Regions from separate parts of the Mus musculus genome. Here all the other regions are linked to region 1. A link is a contact called in public HiChIP or PLAC-seq data. All regions are on one chromosome and are shown on one strand. Each heading gives the region's core, a stretch centred on a gene start, on an enhancer-like site or on the middle of the called end of the contact. The rest is flanking DNA. Distances are from core to core; before and after follow the strand shown.

Region 1 (3,346 bases), core at 452-2,951:
ATGGAGAGCCTAATTCATCCTGTGTCATCTCTAGTCCTTGTAATAGCCATTTACCACCCACCTCCGCATCTGACCTAAGATCCTTAAGACTATAGTCATTTAGGAGACTATTATCTTCTACTCACTCAGCAGCTAAGTTGCTCACTAGATAGCATCTAACACCTATAGCATGGGCTGGTAAGATGTCTCTGTGATTTTAAGAGAGCTTGCTGTTCTTGCAAAGGACCAAACTTTGGCTGATTCTCAGCATCAATGTAGGGTGGCTCACAAGTGCCTGTGACTGAAGCTCCAGGGGACCTGTTGCTTTCTTCTGACCTCCATGGTTGAGTGCACTCAGACACATGCCCAAACACATATACATAGATAAATCTTAAACCCAAACCAGGCCTCCCACCTCTTTTGTTGGCAGAGTTTTCTCATCTGCTACCTGTACTGTAGGTCATACTTTCTTTGGGGATGAGGTATCATGTAGCTTCAAGTTGTCCTCAATCTTGCTACCTGAATTATGGAGGCTAATAACATGATACAGGAATTTGTTCCTTAAGATTTTGTTTATAAAAACAAAGCACAACACCCTAAAGGCTCTCCCAAAGATCACCTTCCTGTGTACCCAGTCTCATCTCACAGCACCCCGGCACAGTAGTGCAAGCATCCGAGGCAGAGGCGGGAAGTCTGGTAGGGGTGATACATTTATTTTGGATATCTTTATTTTTAATCACCTTAACAGTCATTTACCTCTCATCTCTTTAACAGACTTTTGTACCATCAGGTAAAGCTTTTGGAAGACATTAACTTAAACCACTAACCTCCACTAACCTGAAAGCTAAGACTATAATTACATAGCATCTAAAACTTATAGCAATTTCCCCCCAATTCTGCTGTAGCCTGCATACATCTCACATTACCTTTGGGGAGCTTCGTTTTATGTTGACAAACCTGCTTAGAGGATCCAGAAAGGCAAGCATCCAATTCCTAGTTCTTCCATGACTAATTGTGTGACCTTGAGGACTTAAGTTGCCTGTACCTGCAGCCTGGGATAACTCAATACAGGAAACCATAACAGTTTCTATGAAGAGAGAAAGGTCAAAGCAGTCATAAACCTGAGAACTGAAGTTGTGCGGTACTTGCGATTTACTCTGCAGGACCGCTCTTACTTAGGCAGAGCCTGACTGAGGCAGGGGCATAACTTACTGGCCGACTTCTAGCACACTACAGCCTGCCAGGTCTTTCTGGCTTTTTCGCTCCGCCCCAGGAATCCTTTCCCACCGCGATGGCACGCACACCCCGGCCTGCCTTAACCACAGGCGGGCGCCGGCGCCCCAGTGACGCGAGCCTGCGGGGCGCTGAGGCAAGACACACGCTTCCTCGGGTCTCCTGAAGCTGTCACTACCGGCCACAGGCTGTCATCGCCCCTTGGCCCGCTCCGTCAGGCGGGCAACTTCCCCGGTGTGAGGCTGGACAGCACCGCCGGCCTGGAGCAACCTGCGCAGGCGCGTTGGCCCGCCGCCCTCCGGTCCAGGTCCCTCGACCCGGTATTGAGAGGAGACGGCAGCGGCCGAGGGCCGCGGCCCCGCCCGCCCTGCCTTGAGGCCCTCAGCCCTCTCACCAGTCTTCGGAGGGCCGCTCCGAGCCGCGTTCACCTCAAAGCGTTGCGGACAGCGCTGGCCTCAGGGCGCGGAGGAAGGGGCGGGCGCAGTGCAGGGCGGGGCCAGGAGACAGCACGCTGATTGGCCCACTCTGTCCGCAGGGTTACTGGGGCATCTAGCCCGCGCAAGCGCACTATTGACCTGCCCTGGCAGAGGGCGGAGTTGACATGGTGTGCCCACAGTGTCACAGGGCAGGTTTAGCTAACCTGTCTCTCCGTTCGGGTGTCCACGCGTGGGCCCTTCTGCTACTGAGAGCAAAGGGCTGTGAGCCCAGTGCCACCTTGAGCTGAGTCAGGGCCGTATAGACCACTCGAGGGAGACCAGTAGCACCCATCCGTCGCCATGTTAATGTATTTCTAAACTGCGAGGCCAGACCAGATGCTCACTGTCTTGATTAATCTTCCCCATAGATTAATGACCTGTCCAGCATTGCCAGGGACGGCGGTAGTCCTGTTCTGCTGACCAGATGCCTTCCGGTGTGAATGGAGACGGCTCCCAACCTTTCAGAGCAAGGGCTTCTAACCAGCGCTTGCAGCATAGAACGCCCAACTCAAAACCGTAAACCTGCTGGGGATGTAGCTCAATTGACAGATTGCTGGACGAGCCGAGACCCAGAGTTTATTTACAAGTACCACACGAAACAGATCGGTGGGACGCAGACTCGCTGGACGCAGTGGGAGCAGGAATTCAGCCAGCATAGACCCTGAGTCCGTGTTGGTTAGTTTTGTCTATTTGAAAGGATATCAAAACACCTGAGAATACAGTCTCAACGAGAATTATATGGGTTGAGTTGACCCATGGTTAACATTTTCATGATTGGGTTAAGTGAGGTGGAAGGCCCACTCCGAATGTGGGAGGTACCATGTCATGGATTAGGTTCTGCACTGTTCTGAGTGTTGGGAGGCGACAGAGAGCAAGCGTCAAGCACCCATTAGCTCTTTGTTCATGACTATGGGATGTGGAGCAAGCACCTGTACTGCTGCTGAGACTCCTCTATAGTAATGGACTATCACCTAGAGTTGGAAGCTAAAATAGTCTTGCTTCATTTAGTTGCTCTGTCAGGGTGTTTTACTAAAGCAACAGACATGAAACTACCTGTCAAGACCATTATTGAAATAAAAGAGTAACATTAAAAAAAAGTTTGTGTATGACTTAATTTTGTAAGATATATAAATATATTTAATCATTTGACTTTATAATACATACTGGGAACTGATAGTATCTTCAAGTTACCTTTTAAAAATTTACATCACAATATCAGCCCCCTCCTCCCAGTACCCTTTGCACGAAGATCCTCCTCCCATCCCCCTTCCCTTCTGAGTGACTTATTTTGTAACAACTTCACAGTTGTTTACTTTTTAGATGACAACAGACTGAAATGTCACACAAATATATTTGTATATACACATAGGTTCAGCTTTATGGTGGTTTCCAGGGTGTTATCTTCTAGGTGCAGACAGTGAAACTGGCATGGCCAGATGTTACAGATGGTTCTGGTCATGAGTAAAAGACAGCGATTACTGAGCTGCTAACCTGTCATTTGCAGAGCAGGTAGGCTTTGTTTTGAGAGAGGGTCTCACTATGTAGCCCTGGCTGGCCTGGAATTTAGTATGTTCACTTCAAATTCAGAGATCCACTTGCCTCTGCCTCCCCGTGTCAGGACTAAAGGTGTGACCATCATGCTCTGCAATTAAGATAGG
Region 2 (3,346 bases), core at 437-2,936, 810 kb after region 1:
CCCATAGCCGGGTCTCCTCCTTGAACCACGCCGCCTCGGTAGCTGGCTGAGCCACCTCGCACTGGAATGTAGCAGACTCTTTCTCTCGTACCTCCAGGTCCTGCAGCCGCTTCTTGAAGGGCACCGTCGGCTCTGAGAGCAGTGAGAGAGAGGGACCAATGGCAGGGCTCCGATAGGAGCAGGGCCAGGGACAAGGCAAGCGAGCAGAGAGGGTGGCGAGGAAAGAGAGCAGGGAACCTGAAGCTAGTAGATAGAAGGAGGCAAGGGATCATCGGAGTTGGGGGGGGGGGCGGGGGGGGGAGTATGTCCTCAACGGACCAAGGGACCAAAAATGAAGAAGGGACATGGTCGAATAGGTGAGCTGATGGGACAAAGTGGAGAGTAAGAGGAGAAAGTGGAACACGGAAGAAACAATAGCAGGCGCTACGTGAGGTAGGGGTGTGCAGGGAGGGATGTAGAGGTAGTGACTGGGACTTTACGATGGTTCAGGCCAGAGGCCATCATCGCCAGTGTGTTTTGAGGAAGGAGAGAGCCGCTCAGACCTCCAACTCAGGATGTAGCCACGCGACCTTAGCAGATCTTTGCACCAGGTCATCTCCTGGAAACGCAGCTGGTGCTCAAGTGAACGCACGAGGTGCGGGGAGGAGGGGGTTGTCCAGAAAGAGCTTCAGCCCTGCGCATGTGTGGGGCTACAAGCTTGCTCACCTCTCACGACCACCAGCACCGAGCTGTAGGTCTGGCCCACGAGGTTGGACGCTGTGCAGGTGTAGAGGCCGCGGTCGGACTGCTTGCAGAAAAGAATCTTAAGGACGAAGTTCTCTTGCTCGTCCTCATACACTACGTGTCGCCGGCCCTCGGTCACCAGCTGCCCGTCCTTCTTCCACACTGTCTCGGGCTTGGGCTCGCCGGTCACAAAACAGCTGAGGCGCGCGTGTTTGCCTTCGGTCACCGTGCAGGTGCGCGTGCCAGCGCCGGGTGGAGAAGGGGGTATGCCCTCTGCGCGCATGGCCTCCCGCCGCTGCTGCAGGTGCGCCAGGAGCGTGGCGGTGGAGGTGCCGGGTGGTCCGGCAACCTCGGCGTCCGAGTCCACCACCAGAGCGGCGGCAGCGCTGGCAGAGCCCAGCGGATTTTCTGCTCGGACTTCGTAGGTGCCACCATCGCGAGGCCTTGCCGAACGGATGCGAAGCGCGCTCGACTCCCCGTGTTCTTCCACACGCACATGGGGGGCATCGGGTGGGCCCAGGCGCCGCCCATCTTTGGACCAGCTCACAGCAGGTTGTGGTGAGCCTCCAACGCGACATCGGAAGGTGGCGTCTGCGCCCTCGCGCACGCGAATGGATGTGGGCCGCAGCAGAAAGTGGGGCGCCTGCTCGGCACACGTGCCCTCCGAGTCCACTCGCAGGCCGACGGCGGCGAAGGCCTCCCCTATGGCGTTCCTCGCGCGACACACATACTGCCCGCTGTCACCTAGCGCCAGATCGAGAATTGTGAGGCGGTACACATCCCCGTCCTGGGCCAGGCGGAAGCGCGCTCCTGCCTCTACTGGCTGCCGGTCCTTCTCCCAGCTCACGTGTGGCGTGGGGTTGCCCACGATCTGGCAGCTCAGCGTGGCATCCTTGCCAACAGATACCACAAAGGCCTTTGGCCGCGTCAGGAAGCGGGGTGCTCCGCTGAAGGAGTGGTCCATTATGTCAGTGGGGTTGGGGGACTACAAAAGACAAGAAATGAAGGGCATGATGGTGTTGAGACTAGCCAGTCGCCTGTACCACATTCTACCCTCTTCCTCCTCGTTCAGTGTCACCAGGAGAGGCCAATTTAACCAAGTAGGCACCTCCTCACCAGGTCTCCATTACTCCTCCACTCCCAACCCACTCAAGTGCCTCCGAAGTCCAGCAGTTCAGATTGGCCCCTTTCTGTGACTTGAAAGTCTAGGATCTTCAGTTACCTTGATGTGCCTCCATTCTATGACCAACTCCAGTCTCACGACCCAAAGTGATGTCCCTTAAATTCCAAACTAGGAAGTCCTCTTGACTCCTGAGGGAACATATTCTTCAACCAGCAGGGAAAGAGAGGAGCCATCAACCTCACCTGAAGTGGGGCTCATGCTAACAAAAGGGGCCTCACTCACTGGGCTGCATATAACCCACTAGCACCTGTCTTCCCTCACACTGCCAATCCTCTGGGAAAACCTGGCCCCAGGTAAGAGCAGGGTGTAGGAGCAGTGTAGCCAATGGCTGCAAAGAGTGGCAGGAGGGTCCCTATAGTCTGGGACCAGTACAGCCAGATTCTCTCTCCAGGAGCTAGGAACCAGCTAGCTCCAAGGCCTAGCTCTCCTGGGTCCTGATGGCCTTGTCACTATTCAGTCCTTAGCATGGTCCTGCCAACGTGGGACACCCCACCCCCCACCTGCAAGAACGACATAGCATGCCTCAGTCCTCCTAGGAATCATCACTACCCAAATAAGGCTGGCCTCTGCCCAATCAAGACAGCCCCAGCCAAGCTGCCACTGATCCAGCGAGTGGCTGAAATTACCCGCCGGCCCCAGGTCTCATATAGGAACAATGGGCACTGAGGCTGGCTCAACAGGCTAACTTCCTCCACCTCTGGCAGACATGGGTACCCCAGTGCAGAGACCTCAGCCTCTGCATCTGCTCTGCTTTGACACAGCCTCCGGTCTCTCAGCCTGGGCTGCCTGACACGGGACCAGCCAGTTGATGGGTTTGTGTTCCCTGACCCTCCGGCTCTCAGTCCTGTGATTCAGGTAGCTAATCCTCTAATCCTCTTCCAGGAGACTGATCCTGAACCAGGGCTGGGCAGCACTGGCCGGTTTGCTGACTCACTGTCCAGTCAGCACCTCTGTCCCCCACCTACAAACAGGCCCTGTCTCTTAGGGTTAGGATAGGGCTGTCGGGCCGCACCAACTGGGGCCCAAGTCCAGCCCCTGGAGCTGCCTTTCAGCATCTGTTCCATAGAAGATCGGCCTTGACATCAGCTTTCAGGGGCCTTGAGTGAGAGCTCCCTGCTCAATCTGTAGGTCCCCAGAGCAAAGCAGGACTCCTTATGCCTCTACCCACCATTTTATGCCTAGGCTGGAGTGGCCCAGCCAGAGACTCACGAACAAGAGTGTGCAAATAGCCTGTGGCACACACATATTTGAAGGGAGTTGGACCCAGCCTCAGCAGGTCCACAGTTCCTGGATTGGAGATTCCAGAATCTTCCTAGGCCTCCACAGATGTAGTCCCTGGATCTCACTGTCTGTTCAAGGCCTGCATCCCCTCTATGTTACCAGTCAGTTGTATTACCAAGTCACTGGCCACTATTAGTGGGTTCAGAATGACAGCCTCAG
Region 3 (3,346 bases), core at 472-2,971, 650 kb after region 1:
TAGGTTTTTTAACAGATGTAGACTGCCCTTTTCAGTCTTGTTCCAAGGTGGTACTGAATGTTTTAGCCTTCTTTCCCCTGTCTATCTCAGTATCTTTCTCAATTCTAATTATAATTTTTTTTCTAATTTTTCTCCTAAGACCCATCTCCATTTTTTATATTTTCTTCTTCTTGTAGCTCTACTATCTTAGTATTTTCATTTTTATTTATAAATCTTTCCAATTTCTCTTCTATGACCTGTCTTCATTTTTCAGATATCTTTCTCGTCGTATCTCTACTACTTTAGAGTTTTCCTAATTTTTATTTATATTTTTTTCTAATTTTTCTTCTAAGGCCTGTAACCTACATCTTCCAGTCTTCTCCTTATCTAAGTTTGCTTTCTTTTGATCTCTCTTTAAAAAGATATAGAAAATTTGTTATCGTTACTGAAAAAAATTATTTATATGCTGATAACTATAGCAAAAATTATACAGACTCTAGATGCCCTGTGCCACTGAGTTCTTTCCATTTTTATCATAGAAGATATTTTCCCTTTAATCTCTATCTCCTTAAAAACTTCGATTTACCAACTTAAACTATATTTGTCTACGATGTTTTATATTTAGTCTCTTTCCTCTTTTATTGTTTTCAAACTTAATACCTTACCGGTTCAGAAGTTTGGGGCTTTTTAGTCCCATAGCCGCTGCGGGAAAATGTTCCTTTTGTTCTTTAGTGCGTCTGCAGGCTCCACAGACCAGCAAGTGTCTACGGTGGCTAACTTCAACCCCTCAGCTCAGTTCAGGAGGCTGCCCCCATTGTTTCCATCTTTCTGCAGGCCCTTCCGACCTGCTGCTCGAGAATGGCTTTAGGTCTTTACCTGCAGCCACCGGCTGAAAGCCAGGCCTATGTGCCCCAGCTCTGGATCGCAAACTGCGCTTGGTTCGTGCAGCTCTGAGAAGCTGCTCGCCTGCGGGCCACGCCAGAGGCTCGTGGCCGGCCGCTGCCTGACTCAGCAGCCGCGGGAGTGCTAGACCCGGGCCGCTGCAGACGCAGGCTGGAGTGCGTTCCGGCTCGCTACCCAGTTGCTTATAGACGGCCGCTCAAGCGCTCAGCCCGCCGCTACGGGAAATCTTACGGGAGAGAAGCCGTGCCTGGCTTTCTAGTTTAGCACTCGCTGTCCACAACTTTTCTAAGTTGCTGGCCCCAGCAACGTCAGATACACTCGCGGCAGAAGTTGTGGCCGCAGACGGTCACCACCATAAGCTTTGACTGTTTCCTGATTCGTGCATAATCATCCCGTTATTCTAAGTTCTGCCACACGTGGCTGGTTACCTGGTTCTCAGTTTTTGCTGCTATCTCCATCAGCGTTCTGGGGCCAAACTTGCGTCGGTGTCGATCCCGGCATCCACCCCGGCCCCTCTCTTTTCCAGGCATCACACCTTCTAATTTCCTGCCTAAGCTCACTGGCCATTGTATTGACCGGAGAAAGGTTTACACAGTGCACAAGAGATTAGCTACAGAACCCATGGCCAAAGTTTGCAGCATCCGGATCTTGGGGTGCGGGGACACCACCTGCGGAGACTTGTCACCGCAAGAGAGGCGAAAATGCGATCTCTTGCACTATAATTCGATTCCGACCCCGAGCCCCGATACACAGCGGCCAACCCAAGAACAAACGGGTTCTAAAAAATAATAAAAACTAGCTTCCTGCTTCCGCTGTGGTTTCTCTTCCGGCGGAAGTCTGAGAGCTTAGTGCCGGATGTACCCACTACCCAGGAGGCTGAGAGTGCCGCTACCTGCTCCTGGCCCGTTCCCACTGCGCTCTCGCGGCGGAGTTGCCCGATCCCGGTGCACCACGAAAAGCTCGATCCAGGCGCAGACGCCAGCACCATGGCTGCCCCAGACTTGTCCACCAACCTCCAGGAGGAGGCCACCTGCGCCATCTGCCTGGATTACTTCACCGACCCGGTGATGACCGACTGCGGCCACAACTTCTGCCGCGAGTGCATCCGACGTTGCTGGGGCCAGCCCGAGGGCCCATACGCGTGCCCCGAGTGTCGCGAGCTGTCGGCGCAGAGGAACCTACGGCCCAACCGCCCGCTCGCCAAAATGGCAGAAATGGCACGACGCCTGCACCCGCCTTCTCCGGTCCCGCAGGGCGTCTGTGCGGCGCACCGCGAGCCGCTGACCACCTTCTGCGGCGACGACCTCAGCCTGCTGTGCCCCATCTGCGAGCGTTCGGAGCACTGGACTCACCGGGTGAGACCGCTGCAGGAGGCGGCGGACGACCTCAAGGTGCGTTCCATTGGGTGCAGCCGGCCAGTGCCCGGTGCGAAGGGATGTCCCGTTACTGCCCTGCCCTGAGTTGAGGAAGTGTGAGTTACAGTTAACTTGATCCTGTGACGGGGTCGGGATTGTAGCCTGTCTTATTCCAGGATGAGATGCACGTGCATTCTGGGGAAAACCGGGTGTTGGTAGTCAGTCCAGACTCAGCTTGGAGAGCTTGTGAAGGGGCCCGCTGTCAGATCAACAGTTTGGCCTGTGTCAGAGTTGATACTCTGCCAGTGTGTCCCCATCACTGCATGAACTTGGGTGACCAGAATAAACCAGGCACCAAGTCTCCTTTACTTTGGACTTTAGCACAAAGGTGAACTTATAAACTTATAAACTTAAAAAGCTTATAAACAGAGATCGTCCCAGTAATTTTTCATTTCGTTTCGTCCATACCCGGTTTACCGATGATTGGTTGGCAGGTTTACCCCCCTGCCACCAAACCCCTTAATGGTGCTGAAAGAGACCCACATCTCTCCACGAATGACATGATAAGCCCTGAAGGGACAACACTAAAGCTGCTCTATTGCCAAAAAAGAAAACCTTTGTCCTCTGTCCTGTTAAGTTCACTGTCTGAACAACAGACAAGACAGATCAGCTTAAGTAACACTAAGTTTCTCTTGCATAGGGGTTCACACAAGAAAAGAGAAAGAAAAGCTCAGAGAAGCAGTTACCCTTAGGCCTTTTATCCCAAAAGGTGTGGAGTTACCAGAAAGAGACCTTGTGAAATAGGAAATGATTGTGAAATAGGAGGCTGATGGCAGAGAGGGTGTCTCCCTCCTGCAGAATGGATGCTCTGTCTTGCGTACGCTTAGGTATCTGTGGCTGTTCAGCACAGGAGCAGGTTTGGGTGTGGGGGACACAGCCTGCTTTCTGGTAACGCCAGGAAATGGGCAGATAGCTCTTCCCTGTGACCAGTGGGCCTGCAGTGAGCCATCCCTCCACTCACTAGAGTTTGGGAGGGGTTCTTTAGGCCATGCTGGCCTACGTGGTCCTGGTGACAAGTTCACTCTTTGGCTCTGGGGCCATGAGTGAGT
Region 4 (3,346 bases), core at 506-3,005, 630 kb after region 1:
GGAAAGCAGAAGGTGGCACAGCTACTGTAGGAAGTTCAAGCAGAGATAGCCTCCCCTCAAATGCCAAATGTCAAATGCCTGAGTCCAGATGAGAGGGGCTCCCTTTGACAACTTGGTAAAAAAATAAAATGTACGTAGTATTCCCTGCTGGTGACTATAGGATTCTCAATATGTCTCGTAACAACTCAAATAATTATCACGAATCCTCTTTTCATAAATAAAAGCCAAACCAAGGAAAGTGGTGATCTTTCCACAGGTAAAATTCCCTGCCCAAACGTTCTCCATAAAAATGACATTCTCCCCAGTGTAGGGGAATGCCAGGGCCAGGAAGCAGGCAGGAGTGGGTGGGTTGGTGAGCAGGGGAAGGAGGAGGAAATAGGGTGTTTTCGGAGGGGAAACCAGAAAGGGAGATAGGATTTGAAATGTAAATAAAGAAAATATCTAATAAAAAAATTTTTAATGACGTTCTCCAAATAAATGCTGAGTGTGGATTATTCTTTTACTAATGCTTCACAGAAAATTATGCAGCTTTAGGGGAACAACTCTTGCTCAAAACAACGGAACTCTTTCCCACCTCCCATCCCCTAACCACTGAAACTGCTTGCTGGCAGCTCAGGCTAATTACATCCTAGCTCCTGCACACAGGCTTTGCGGTGTGCCGCCCCTCCCCCCGCCCCGTTTCCAGCATACTGCTAGTGCAGGGTTTATTGACATGATATAATGTCAGAATAGTTTTCAGGGGCTAAAGACGCCTCTCTATTCCAGAAAAGGATGGAAAGGGTGCTAAAGGGAACACAGATTCAGAGGCCACCAAGGGGGCCCACATCCAGAATACCACCTCACTGTGACCTCGCCCACCGAAACTTCAGGCTTGGGGAGAGGACTCACGCCCCTTGCCTGCTCCTGCAGCTGTCGTTCACACTCTACGCTTAGGAAGGGCAAAGCAGCCATACCCCCACATTTCTCGCTCAAAAATCGGACTTGGCCGCACCCAGTGTCAGGGAACGCCTCGGGCGCGTGGCAATCGTCAGTGGCCCGCACTGTGTTCAAGACCCTTTTAACGACTGTATGGGTGGCTCTGAAAAGAGCCTTTGAATTGAGGGCACCCTCGCCGCGCCTCACTTGGAGCTGGTGTATTTGGTGACTGCCTTGGTGCCCTCGGACACAGCATGCTTGGCCAGCTCCCCGGGCAGCAGCAGGCGCACGGCTGTCTGCACCTCGCGGGACGTGATGGTCGAGCGCTTGTTGTAATGCGCCAGGCGGGAGGCCTCGCTGGCGATGCGCTCGAAGATGTCATTGACGAACGAGTTCATGATGCCCATGGCCTTAGACGAGATGCCGGTGTCCGGATGCACCTGCTTCAGCACCTTGTACACGTAGATGGAGTAGCTCTCCTTGCGGCCCCGTTTGCGTTTCTTGCCATCCTTTTTCTGCGCCTTGGTGACCGCCTTTTTGGAGCCTTTCTTGGGGGCTGGAGCTGATTTGGATGGATCAGGCATAATGTCTAGTTGTACTACGGAAACGCGGACGCCCCTGTAGCAAGAATATTTGTATGCCTTGCATTCAAATGAAGGATCAGGCATCACTCCCTTTGATTGAATACAATTTTACATTACGTCATCGCGGGGTAAGGCATATGCAAATTAGGAAGGCTCCGCGTTCTTTTCTGATTGGTTCTTGTTGGCATCCAATAGGAAGGTGCAGTCTAGCCTCCCTCCTGATCATATATAAGAGCTTGCTGGCGCTTACGAATTCGTTTTCGCTAGGTTTCTTTTCTGTTTTTGCGTACTTTTGGTTATCAGTGGAAGATGTCTGGTCGTGGCAAGCAGGGCGGCAAAGCTCGTGCAAAAGCGAAGTCTCGTTCTTCCCGTGCCGGCCTGCAGTTTCCAGTGGGCCGTGTGCACCGCCTTCTCCGTAAGGGTAATTATTCGGAGCGGGTCGGCGCTGGTGCCCCGGTGTACCTGGCGGCTGTGCTAGAATATCTGACTGCTGAGATCCTGGAATTGGCTGGTAATGCGGCCCGCGACAATAAGAAGACGCGAATCATCCCGCGCCACCTGCAGTTGGCCATCCGCAACGACGAGGAGCTCAACAAGCTGCTGGGCCGCGTGACCATCGCGCAGGGCGGCGTCCTGCCCAACATCCAGGCCGTGCTACTGCCCAAGAAGACCGAGAGCCACCACAAGGCCAAGGGCAAGTGAGGCCCCTACCGGTCGTTAGTGCGACTTTTACAGACACCAAAGGCTCTTTTCAGAGCCACCCACAACCTCATTAGAAAGCGCTGTACACTGAGCCTGTCGCCAGTTACTGGCCAGGCCAGTTCTCCTGACTCCTTCCGTGCATTCCTGCATCCCTGTGCGGCGCTTGGGGAGCTCAAGGGAGACCAACGGCTTCATCTGCGGGTGGCCTGCGGGCCGTTGGAGGCGTTCGAGTTTCTCCCCACCACTCCGTGTCAGACACAAGGTTGCAGTTAACGTTCGTGTTTGGACATTAAGGGGATACTTAATAATAGAAATTAGTATAAGGTTCTGGTTTAGATGCTAGTGTTTCTATTGAAACTGGGTTAAATTGACATGTTCAAGTCTTCCAGTTAGGACGGGGTTTTCAAAGGTTTCTGAGGGGAGACTTGGTATTTCAAATCTACTTGTTTATATAAATGTTCTGTTACAAGGCGATTTACAACTTTGGAGTTTTGCTGGTTTCCTTTGTGGGGGTGGGGAGCCGGTCTCTAGGCTGCTTCAGCCTGCTTAGTGGTAGGATTACAGATGAGCATGGTGGTCCTGCAGGCCTTTGGAACTGGTTAATCGGATCCACTTAAGTAGCTTAACCTTGGGGAGCAAAGTGATTTGTCAGGTTCTGGTTAAACTAGGTGTGAGAGTACAGCAGTGTCCTTTGTCATAAAGTTTAAAGCAGCATCATACTAAGGACATGCTTTTATAGATGATTGTGACTTCTTTAAGCAGCATGACGAATGGTTGAGTTACAGGTAAATCAGGAGCGTGGTTGGGAAAGGGAGAGGAGGGGGTTAAATGAGTTACCTTTAAATCGTTTTAAATGGCACAGAATTGGGCCTCTTCCCTGTTAACTGCTGTACACTATTTAAAATTTAACAATACAGGCCACGAAGACAGTTATATAATGTTTATTATATAATTTATATAGACTGTACTGAAACTGGATCTGTTCAAGCCTGGGCTCCTCAGACACCGTCTGTAACTACAGAGCTGCTCATAAAATACCAACGTCTTAAAGCCATTTGTCTAAGGATAAGCAATTTTCCTTAACGGTGAGTCTTAACAGAGTGATCAATAGACTGCGTATAGATTATACATCTGCAAATGGGTGG

Evidence for each region. HiChIP or PLAC-seq counts read pairs in DNA pulled down with a chosen protein or histone mark.
Region 2: a contact with region 1 is called in an H3K4me3 HiChIP or PLAC-seq map of forebrain, with 9 times the contacts expected there. The contact joins the promoter of Obscn here to the promoter of Zfp672 in region 1. A contact is called at or near these places in 1 of 39 promoter capture datasets (liver), 1 of 484 Hi-C or Micro-C datasets (embryonic stem cells) and 3 of 115 datasets of contacts at active chromatin or transcription factors (embryonic hindbrain, embryonic stem cells and forebrain).
Region 3: an H3K4me3 HiChIP or PLAC-seq map of bone marrow-derived macrophages shows a contact between it and region 1, with 2.6 times the contacts expected there. The contact joins the promoter of Trim11 here to the promoter of Zfp672 in region 1. A contact is called at or near these places in 6 of 39 promoter capture datasets (the C10 cell line, cranial neural crest, liver and 2 more), 1 of 484 Hi-C or Micro-C datasets (embryonic fibroblasts), 13 of 115 datasets of contacts at active chromatin or transcription factors (astrocytes, bone marrow-derived macrophages, embryonic forebrain and 6 more) and 2 of 9 other capture datasets (adipose tissue and embryonic stem cells).
Region 4: an H3K27ac HiChIP or PLAC-seq map of epiblast stem cells shows a contact between it and region 1, with 4 times the contacts expected there. The contact joins the promoter of H2aw here to the promoter of Zfp672 in region 1. A contact is called at or near these places in 12 of 39 promoter capture datasets (the HPC-7 cell line, cranial neural crest, embryonic stem cells and 8 more), 3 of 484 Hi-C or Micro-C datasets (cortical neurons, embryonic fibroblasts and embryonic stem cells), 20 of 115 datasets of contacts at active chromatin or transcription factors (T-cell acute lymphoblastic leukemia, astrocytes, bone marrow-derived macrophages and 14 more) and 4 of 9 other capture datasets (adipose tissue, embryonic stem cells, liver and 1 more).

Annotation. Positions count from the first base shown.
Region 1 is chr11:58,321,664-58,325,009 of GRCm38.p6, forward strand. Zfp672 (zinc finger protein 672) reads right to left here and starts at 1,702. Exons shown (of 4, transcript NM_001256516.1): 1 at 1,607-1,702; 2 at 906-1,066.
Region 2 is chr11:59,134,689-59,138,034 of GRCm38.p6, forward strand. Obscn (obscurin, cytoskeletal calmodulin and titin-interacting RhoGEF) reads right to left here and starts at 1,687. Exons shown (of 104, transcript NM_001171512.2): 1 at 706-1,687; 2 at 1-132. The coding sequence starts at 1,687.
Region 3 is chr11:58,976,372-58,979,717 of GRCm38.p6, forward strand. It overlaps Trim11 (tripartite motif-containing 11), which reads left to right and starts at 1,722. Exons shown (of 6, transcript NM_053168.2): 1 at 1,722-2,273. The coding sequence starts at 1,869.
Region 4 is chr11:58,952,930-58,956,275 of GRCm38.p6, forward strand. It overlaps H2aw (H2A.W histone), which reads left to right and starts at 1,756. Exons shown (of 1, transcript NM_178218.4): 1 at 1,756-2,263. The coding sequence starts at 1,809. The coding sequence ends at 2,201. It also overlaps the pseudogene H2bu1-ps and a transcript of Trim17 not described here.